Regions from separate parts of the Sus scrofa genome. Here region 1 is linked to region 2. Evidence: chromatin contacts called from public Hi-C data. All regions are on one chromosome and are shown on one strand. The core of a region is the stretch at or near the end of the contact, and the rest is flanking DNA. Distances in the headings are between cores, read along the strand shown.

The links. Hi-C and Micro-C count contacts between places; a contact is called where the count stands out from the background.
Region 1: a contact with region 2 is called in a Hi-C map of liver, with 5 times the contacts expected there. The contact joins two enhancer-like sites. A contact is called at or near these places in 1 of 5 promoter capture datasets (liver), 11 of 47 Hi-C or Micro-C datasets (alveolar macrophages, blood, embryonic fibroblasts and 4 more) and 2 of 2 datasets of contacts at active chromatin or transcription factors (alveolar macrophages and skeletal muscle).

Annotation. Positions count from the first base shown.
Region 1 is chr6:59,575,814-59,579,170 of Sscrofa11.1, reverse strand. No RefSeq gene overlaps it. Among named protein-coding and RNA genes, the nearest start is that of UBE2S, 7.0 kb to the right of the region's middle. Within about 2 kb of position 2,105, at least 20 of the 83 cell types and tissues checked have an H3K27ac peak or open chromatin away from gene starts, as enhancers often do. A contact at or near this core is called in liver, where this site is marked.
Region 2 is chr6:59,492,117-59,495,897 of Sscrofa11.1, reverse strand. The region is part of intron 17 of BRSK1 (serine/threonine-protein kinase BRSK1); the gene reads right to left. Among named protein-coding and RNA genes, the nearest start is that of TMEM150B, 12 kb to the left of the region's middle. Within about 2 kb of position 2,442, at least 1 of the 83 cell types and tissues checked has an H3K27ac peak or open chromatin away from gene starts, as enhancers often do. A contact at or near this core is called in liver, where this site is marked.

The DNA of each region.
Region 1 (3,357 bases), core at 856-3,355, 84 kb before region 2:
CAGGGATTGAACCCACGCCACATCAGTGACAACCCCAGATCCTTAACCCTCTGCACCACAAGAGAAGTCCCTCTGCACTTCTTTTTAACATCATGTGTTTTGGGGGTAGTTTGTTCATTTGTTTTCATTTTTGGCCGCCCCACAGCATACACTGTTTCCAGGCCAGAGACCAGATCCAAGCCACGGTTGTGACCTATTGGGCAACTGTGGCAATGCTGGATCCTTTAACCCACTGTGCTGGGCTGGGGATCAAACCTACATCCTGGAGCTGCAAATTCGCTGCTGATCCCATTGCACCACAGTGGGAACTCCTGTTTGTTTGTTTTTTGGCCGCCTGGTGGCACATGGAGTTCCCAGGCCAGGGATCAGATCCAAGCCAAAGCCATGAGCTAAGCCACAGCTGTGGCAACACTGCATCCCTAAGCCACTGTGCTGGGCCAGGGATCACTCCTTCGACCCAGTGCTTCCAAGATGCTGCTGATCCCACTGAGCCACAGCAGGAACTCCTCTGTTTTTGTTTTTGTTTTTGTTTTTGTTTTTTGCCTGTCCACAGCATGCAGAAGTTCCTAGGCCAGGAATCAAACCCACACCACAGCAGAACCAGTGCCAGATTCTTAAATAACCTGCTGAGCCAGGAGGGAAATGCCTTTAACTTCATACCTTGACATAGTTTCAAACTTGGAGAAGAGTACAAGAATACGTCCAAGAACGCCTGCGCAACCTTCGTCAATTCATCAGTTGTTGAGGTTTCATCACACTGCTTTACAGTTTTCTTCCCATGTACATTTTTTCCTGAGACACTGGACAGTAAGTTGCCCCCAAGGGACATTTGGGAAGGACAAGGACATTCTCTTACACAGCTGCAGTACGGTCACCATCAAGAACTTCATACTGATGACACGCACCTTCACCCTGCGCCCGCTGTCCCGATGCGGCCTTTCGGAGCCCCTCTCCGTTCAGCCCCGGGTCCTCCAGGATCAGCCACGTCTGGTCACTTGGCCTCTCGAGGCTCCTCCAGCTTGAACAGCTCCTCAGTCTCTTTCCTGACTCTGGCTCTCTCATGGCATGGACACTGCCGTCCAGGCAGCAGCATGATTTTTAATCTAGTCCATACCACTGGACGCGTGGAGTTTTCCCAGTTTTCACTACTACAAACAACACTTTGAGGCGGGTCCTTCTGCACACCATGTGGAGCATTCACTTACTTTTTCCTGGGGTGACCTCCTAGGGGGGTGAACTGCTGGGTCAGAGGACAATTGTGTTTTATTTTTTCATTTTATTTTCTTTTATTTTTTTGTCTTTTTGCCATTTCTTGGGCCGCTCCCGTGGCATGTGGAGGTTCCCAGGCTAGGGGTCGAATCAGAGCCGTAGCCTCTGGCCTACGCCAGAGCCACAGCAACGCGGGATCCGAGCCGCATCTGTGACCTACACCACAGCTCACAGCAACGCCGGATCCTTAACCCACTGAGCAAGGCCAGGGATCAAACCCGCAACCTCATGGTTCCTAGTTGGATTCGTTAACCACTGCGCCACAACGGGAACTCCCAATTGTGTTTTAAAGACTGTTCGCCATACAGTGCCAAGATGCAAGTCCAAAAGCCCTGCCAAGTCCACGTATGTGAAAACATCTGTCTGCTCCCACCCTTGCCAGCATCAGGCATTATTCTTTTTTCTTTTCTTTTTTTCCTGCAGCATATGGAAATTCCCAGGCTAGAGGTCAAATCAAAGCTACTGCTGCCAGCCCAAACCACAGACACAGCAACAGAGGATCTGAGCTGCGTCTGTCACCTACAACACAACTCACGGCAATGCAGGATCCTCAACCCACTGAGCAAGGCCAGGGATCGAACCCACATCCTCAGGGATGCTAGTCAGATTGCTTCCACTGCACCACACAGGAACTCCGACTAGTCGGGTTCTTAACCAGCTGAGCCACAACAGGAACTCCCCATCAGGCATTATTCCTGCTGTGCAACAGGGGGGTCAGTTTTATAGCCATTAAAGGAAGCCCTAGGGACTAAAGTTTTCATCCAACTTGGTCTCCGCCCTGCCCCCGCCGTCTGCGGTTTGGGAGCCGGCGTTTCACTGCTGCTGTCTGTCACTAGAGGGAGCACCCGATCTGAAGACGGCAAAGCCCCTCCTCAGGGAGTGCTTCCTCTGCTCAGGGGCAGGGACAGGTTCTTGTCGATTACCTACCACAGCCCCGACAGTGGAGGGACAGACAGGGTTAAAAATACTAAGTGGCAGAGAGCAAGTCAGCAACCACAGACCCTAGACTCGGAAACAAAGATGCAGGCACTGACACACGAAGACAGGCTCAGCCTCACTGGTAAGAGGAAACGCAGATGAAAGACGAGGCACCTTCGTTTGCCCCTGACTGGCACGTATTTTGGAGACTGCTAACATCTGGGCTCATTTCTGCCCCAGGATATTAACATCAGCTGCTTCCTCCGCCAGGGAACAGTCTTTCCCTAGATATCCGCAAAACTTGCTTCCTCTCGGCTTTTAACTCTTTATTTAAATGTCTCCTCACTGAGGCTTCCCTGACTCCCTCCCACCTAAAATTCCCTCCCCCAGTGTTCCCAATCCTCCTTGGCTTGCCTGCTTCAATTTCTATAGTAAGTAATACCTTTTAATTTTACTCACTGTTCTTTCCTCTGAGCCCAGGCCCTCCCCAGTGTAAGCACTGATAATCCGGCACCCTGGGCAACCCTGGGCTTGGTACTTCCTGTTTCTGTCTCCCCACCAGAATAGAAGCCCCAGCCACAGTGTCTTGGTCACTGATGTACCTTAAGCACCTAGAAGAGGGCCCGGCAAAAGCTGGTTTTAAATAAATCCTTGCGGAATGAATAGATCAGATCCTGATGATGGGGATCCAAGTAAGGAGGAACCTGCCAGAGGCTACCTGGTGGAAGTGCACAAACACATGCCCTGAGATCTTGCAGCTGCACTTCTAGGAACTTCTTCAGGAAAGCTCACAGCTTTGCCAAAGATAAAGGCTGGAGGATGTTCACTGCAGCTTCTAGCCACAGACCGGCCCCAGTGAAAGGACTTGCCTGTTGGAGAATGCCAGAAACTCGCTGCTCCAGGACGCGAGTGTAGACACCCACAGTGGGGGGAGAAGACACCCTGAGGGGGTACAGGTGAGAATGCAGGAGGCAAAGGAGGGCCAGAGCCGAAGGTCCTGCTTGTGTTGCTTGCACGGCAGTAACTACATGAATTTCCCTCCAAGCATCCGTTTCTTTCTGACTTAATACAGACGAACAGAAAAAAACAAAGTCCATTTTTGAAGCTAGAATTTGAACCGAAAGGACCATCTGGGTTTCCTGGAGCAGAAGTTAGTTTATGGGTTTCCAG
Region 2 (3,781 bases), core at 1,193-3,692:
GAGCAGCTTTAAAAAGAAAAAAATTTTTTTTTTTTTTTTTTTATTAAACCCGGGAGGATCCACAAATGAGTTTATGAATAGCTTACCAAGATGGGAGGCCGCTGGTCTGACCAAACTGACCACAGCTGAAATTCAGAGCCTGACAGGAATTTGGGCCCCCCTGAGCCAAAGGAGGGGGGAGTAGAACATTCCAGCGAAGGGGAATGAGTCTGTCTGTCCTCTGGTATCATGAGGTGGCCACCCAATTCCTCACGGAATTAAAGAAAACTGCCTAGGAGTTTCCGTCGTGGTGCAGTGAAAACGAATCTGACTAGGAACCATGAGGTTGCAGGTTTGATCCCTGGCCTCGCTCTGTGGGTTAAGGATCTGGCGTTGCCGTGAGCTGTGGTGTAGGTCACAGATGTGGCTCAGATCCGGCTTGGCTGTGGCTCTGGTGTAGGCCGGCAACTGTAGCTCTGACTTGACCCCTAGCCTGGGAACCTCCACATGCCACGGGAGCCGCCCTAAAAAGCAAAACAAACAAACAAAAAACTGTCCGAAAAATAAAAATAAGTAAAATGAATAAATAAATAAACCGTCCCTGTTTTACGCGTCTAATCTTTTTTTGTTGTTTGTTTTTTTAGGGCTGCGCCCACAGCATACGGAGGTTCCCAGGCTAGGGGTCCAATTGGAGCTGCAGCTGTCAGCCTACGCCAGAGCCACAGCAATGCAGGATCCGAGTGGCATCTGTGACCTCCACCTCAGCTCTCGGCAACACTGGATCCTTAACCCACTGAGTGAGGCCAGGGATCGAACCCGCAACCTCATGGTTCCTAGTCGGATTCGTTAACCACTGCTCCACGATGGGAACTCCTCCACATCTAGTCTTTACAGGACCAGAAGTGTGGCTCCAGAAATAACCCTAAGCTCACCAATCATTTTACTACTTCCCAAATCTCCCCCCCCCCTTTTTTTTTCACAGCCATACCTGCAGCATATGGAAGTTCCCATGTCAGAGGTTGAATCGGAGCTGCAGCTGGGGCTTATGCCACAGTCACAGGCAACGCCTGATCCAAGCCGCATCAGCAACCTTCCCCACAGTTCAACAGCAATGCCAGATCCTTAACCCACTAAGTGAGGCCGAGGATGGAACCCACCTCCTCATGGCTACTATGCAAACTACTACATTTAGAATGGGTTAGCAGTGAGGTCCTGCTGAATAGCACAGGGATATCCAGTCTCCTGGGATAGAACATGATGGAAGATAGTATGAGAAAGGGACTATCAGGTGTGTATATGCCCCCACCTCTGTCAGGATGGCCCTCATTAACGAGTCCACAAATCACCACCGCTGGAGAGCGGGTGGAGGAAAGGGACCCCTCCTGCACTGCTGGTGGGAATGTAAACTGGTACAACCACTGTGGAAAACAGTATGGAGGCCCCTTGGAAAACTAAAAACAGAACTATCATATGACCCAGCAATCCTACTCTTGGGCTTACATCCAGACAAAAAGCGTTCATTGAATAAGACACATGCACCTGCATGTTCATCACAGCTCTATTCATAGTTGCCAAGACATGGAAACAACCTAAATGTCCACCAACAGATGAATGGATTAAGACGACGTTGGGATTTCCCGTCGTGGCGCAGTGCTTAACGAATCCGACTAAGAACCATGAGGTTGCAGGTTCGATCCCTGGCCTTGCTCAGTGGGTGAAGGATCCGGTGTTGCTGTGAGCTGTGGTGTAGGTCGCAGACGTGGCTCGGATCCCGCGTTGCTATGGCTCTGGTGTAGGCTGGTGGCTACAGCTCCGATTTGACCCCTAGCCTGGGAACCTCCATATGCTGCGGATGTGGCCCTAAAAAGACAAAAGACAAAAGACAAAAGACAAAAAAAAAAAAAAAAAAAGAAGAAGAAGAAGAATAGTAATAAAAGAAAGGAAATTAAAAAAGAATGAATGAATAAATAAATAAAAGGGAACGTATACACATAACTGTGTGATGGGGTCACTTTGCTGTACTGCAGAAATTGACATAGCAGTGTACATCAACTCTAATTTAAAAAAAGAAAAAAGAAAAAAGATAGTCTCTCCAGATTTTGGTAACTTGAAACTTCAGAGTTTTGCTACATTAAGTTAAATGATGGAAATCCACTGACGATCCAGATCATTTCCAAATAAGATGCCAGAACATTACTTAGAAAAGAAAAAAAAAAGAACATTATTTACTGAATATAGGCTTCCTTTGACAGAGAAACTGAAGGTAATTAGGACTACGTAATAAATATGGTTGGTGCCACACTAAGACATTTTCTGTAAAAAAAAAAAAAAGGCACATGGTTTCTAGAAACCATTAAGAGTAGTTATAAGTTTGCTAATCTAACATAATCTTAATGTAAAGGACCATTCATAACTGCTTCCTTTTCAGGTTCTGCTTGTTTGTTTGTTTTTGGCTGCCCTGTGGCCTCTGGTGTTCCCAGGCCAGAGGTCAAATCTGAGCCGCAGTTGCAGCAACACTGGATCCTTTAACCCACTGTGCCTGGCTGGGGATGGAACCTGCGTCCTGGCACTGCAGAGATGCTGCCCATCCCATTGCACCACAGCAGGAACTCCTCTTCTTTTTCTTTCTTTTTTTTTTTTAAGGGCTGCACTTGTGGCATACGGAGGTTCCCAGGCAAGGGGTCGAAACAGAGCTATAGCCACTGGCCTACACCACAGCCACAGCAACTCAGGATCCAAGCCACGTCTGTGACCTACACCACGGCTCATGGCAAGCCTGGAGCTTAACTCACTGAGCAAGGCCAGGGATTGAATCTTTGTCCTCATGGATACTAGTCAGATTTGTTTCTGCTGAGCCATAATGAGAACTCAGGAACTCCTCTTTCTTCAGTATTGCTAGAAACTAGGCTTTGAAGTTAAGAATTAAAATATGTATGTGGAATTCCCGTAGTGGCGCAGTGGTTAACGAATCCGACTAGGAACCATGAGGTTGCAGGTTCGGCCCCTGCCCTTGCTCAGTGGGTTAACGATCCGGCATTGCCGTGAGCTGTGGTGTAGGTTGCAGACATGGCTCGGATCCCGCGTTGCTGTGGCTCTGGCTTAGGCCGGGGGCTACAGCTCCGATTCGACCCCTAGCCTGGGAACCTCCATATGCCACAGGAGCGGCCCAAGAAATAGCTAAAAAAAGACCAAAAATAAATAAATAAATAAATAAAATAAAATATATATGTAATTAAAGCTATAGGAGTTCCCTTGTGGTGCAGTGGGTTAAGGATCAAGTGTTGTCCCTGCTGTGGCATGGGTCTGATTCCTGGCCTAGGAACTTCCACATGTCTGGGGCAGGGCCAAACAAAAAAGCTACTAAAATGAGGAAAACTATTCGTTATGCAATGCGAGGGGGGGAGTGGAAGGCCTATTTTCAGTAAGACAAGGTTTGAGGAGGAAGGGAAATACCTTTTATTACAGGAAAAGAAACCCTGAGGAAAAGTTTTGTATGTGTTCACGATTGGCTAAGACCAGACTGAATTTCATGAAGTAAATGCATTTTAATACTGAACTGTTACAAAGCGAATTTGGTTTTCTCTCTACTAAGAGAACAAACTTTTCTTAAAATATTGTTCTGTTTTTGACAAGAGACGGTAAAGTTTCTTTAGTCATCTCTTAACTTTCTGTATTTGCTTTTATTGTCACTTTTGTTAAGTGAATGTAGAGACCTATGATCCTCTTGGACCAGGTGTTTTGAAATTTTTTTGGTCTGGACAAACTCTTCAAATATCAAATCCTAATCAAAGTTCGTTCTTTC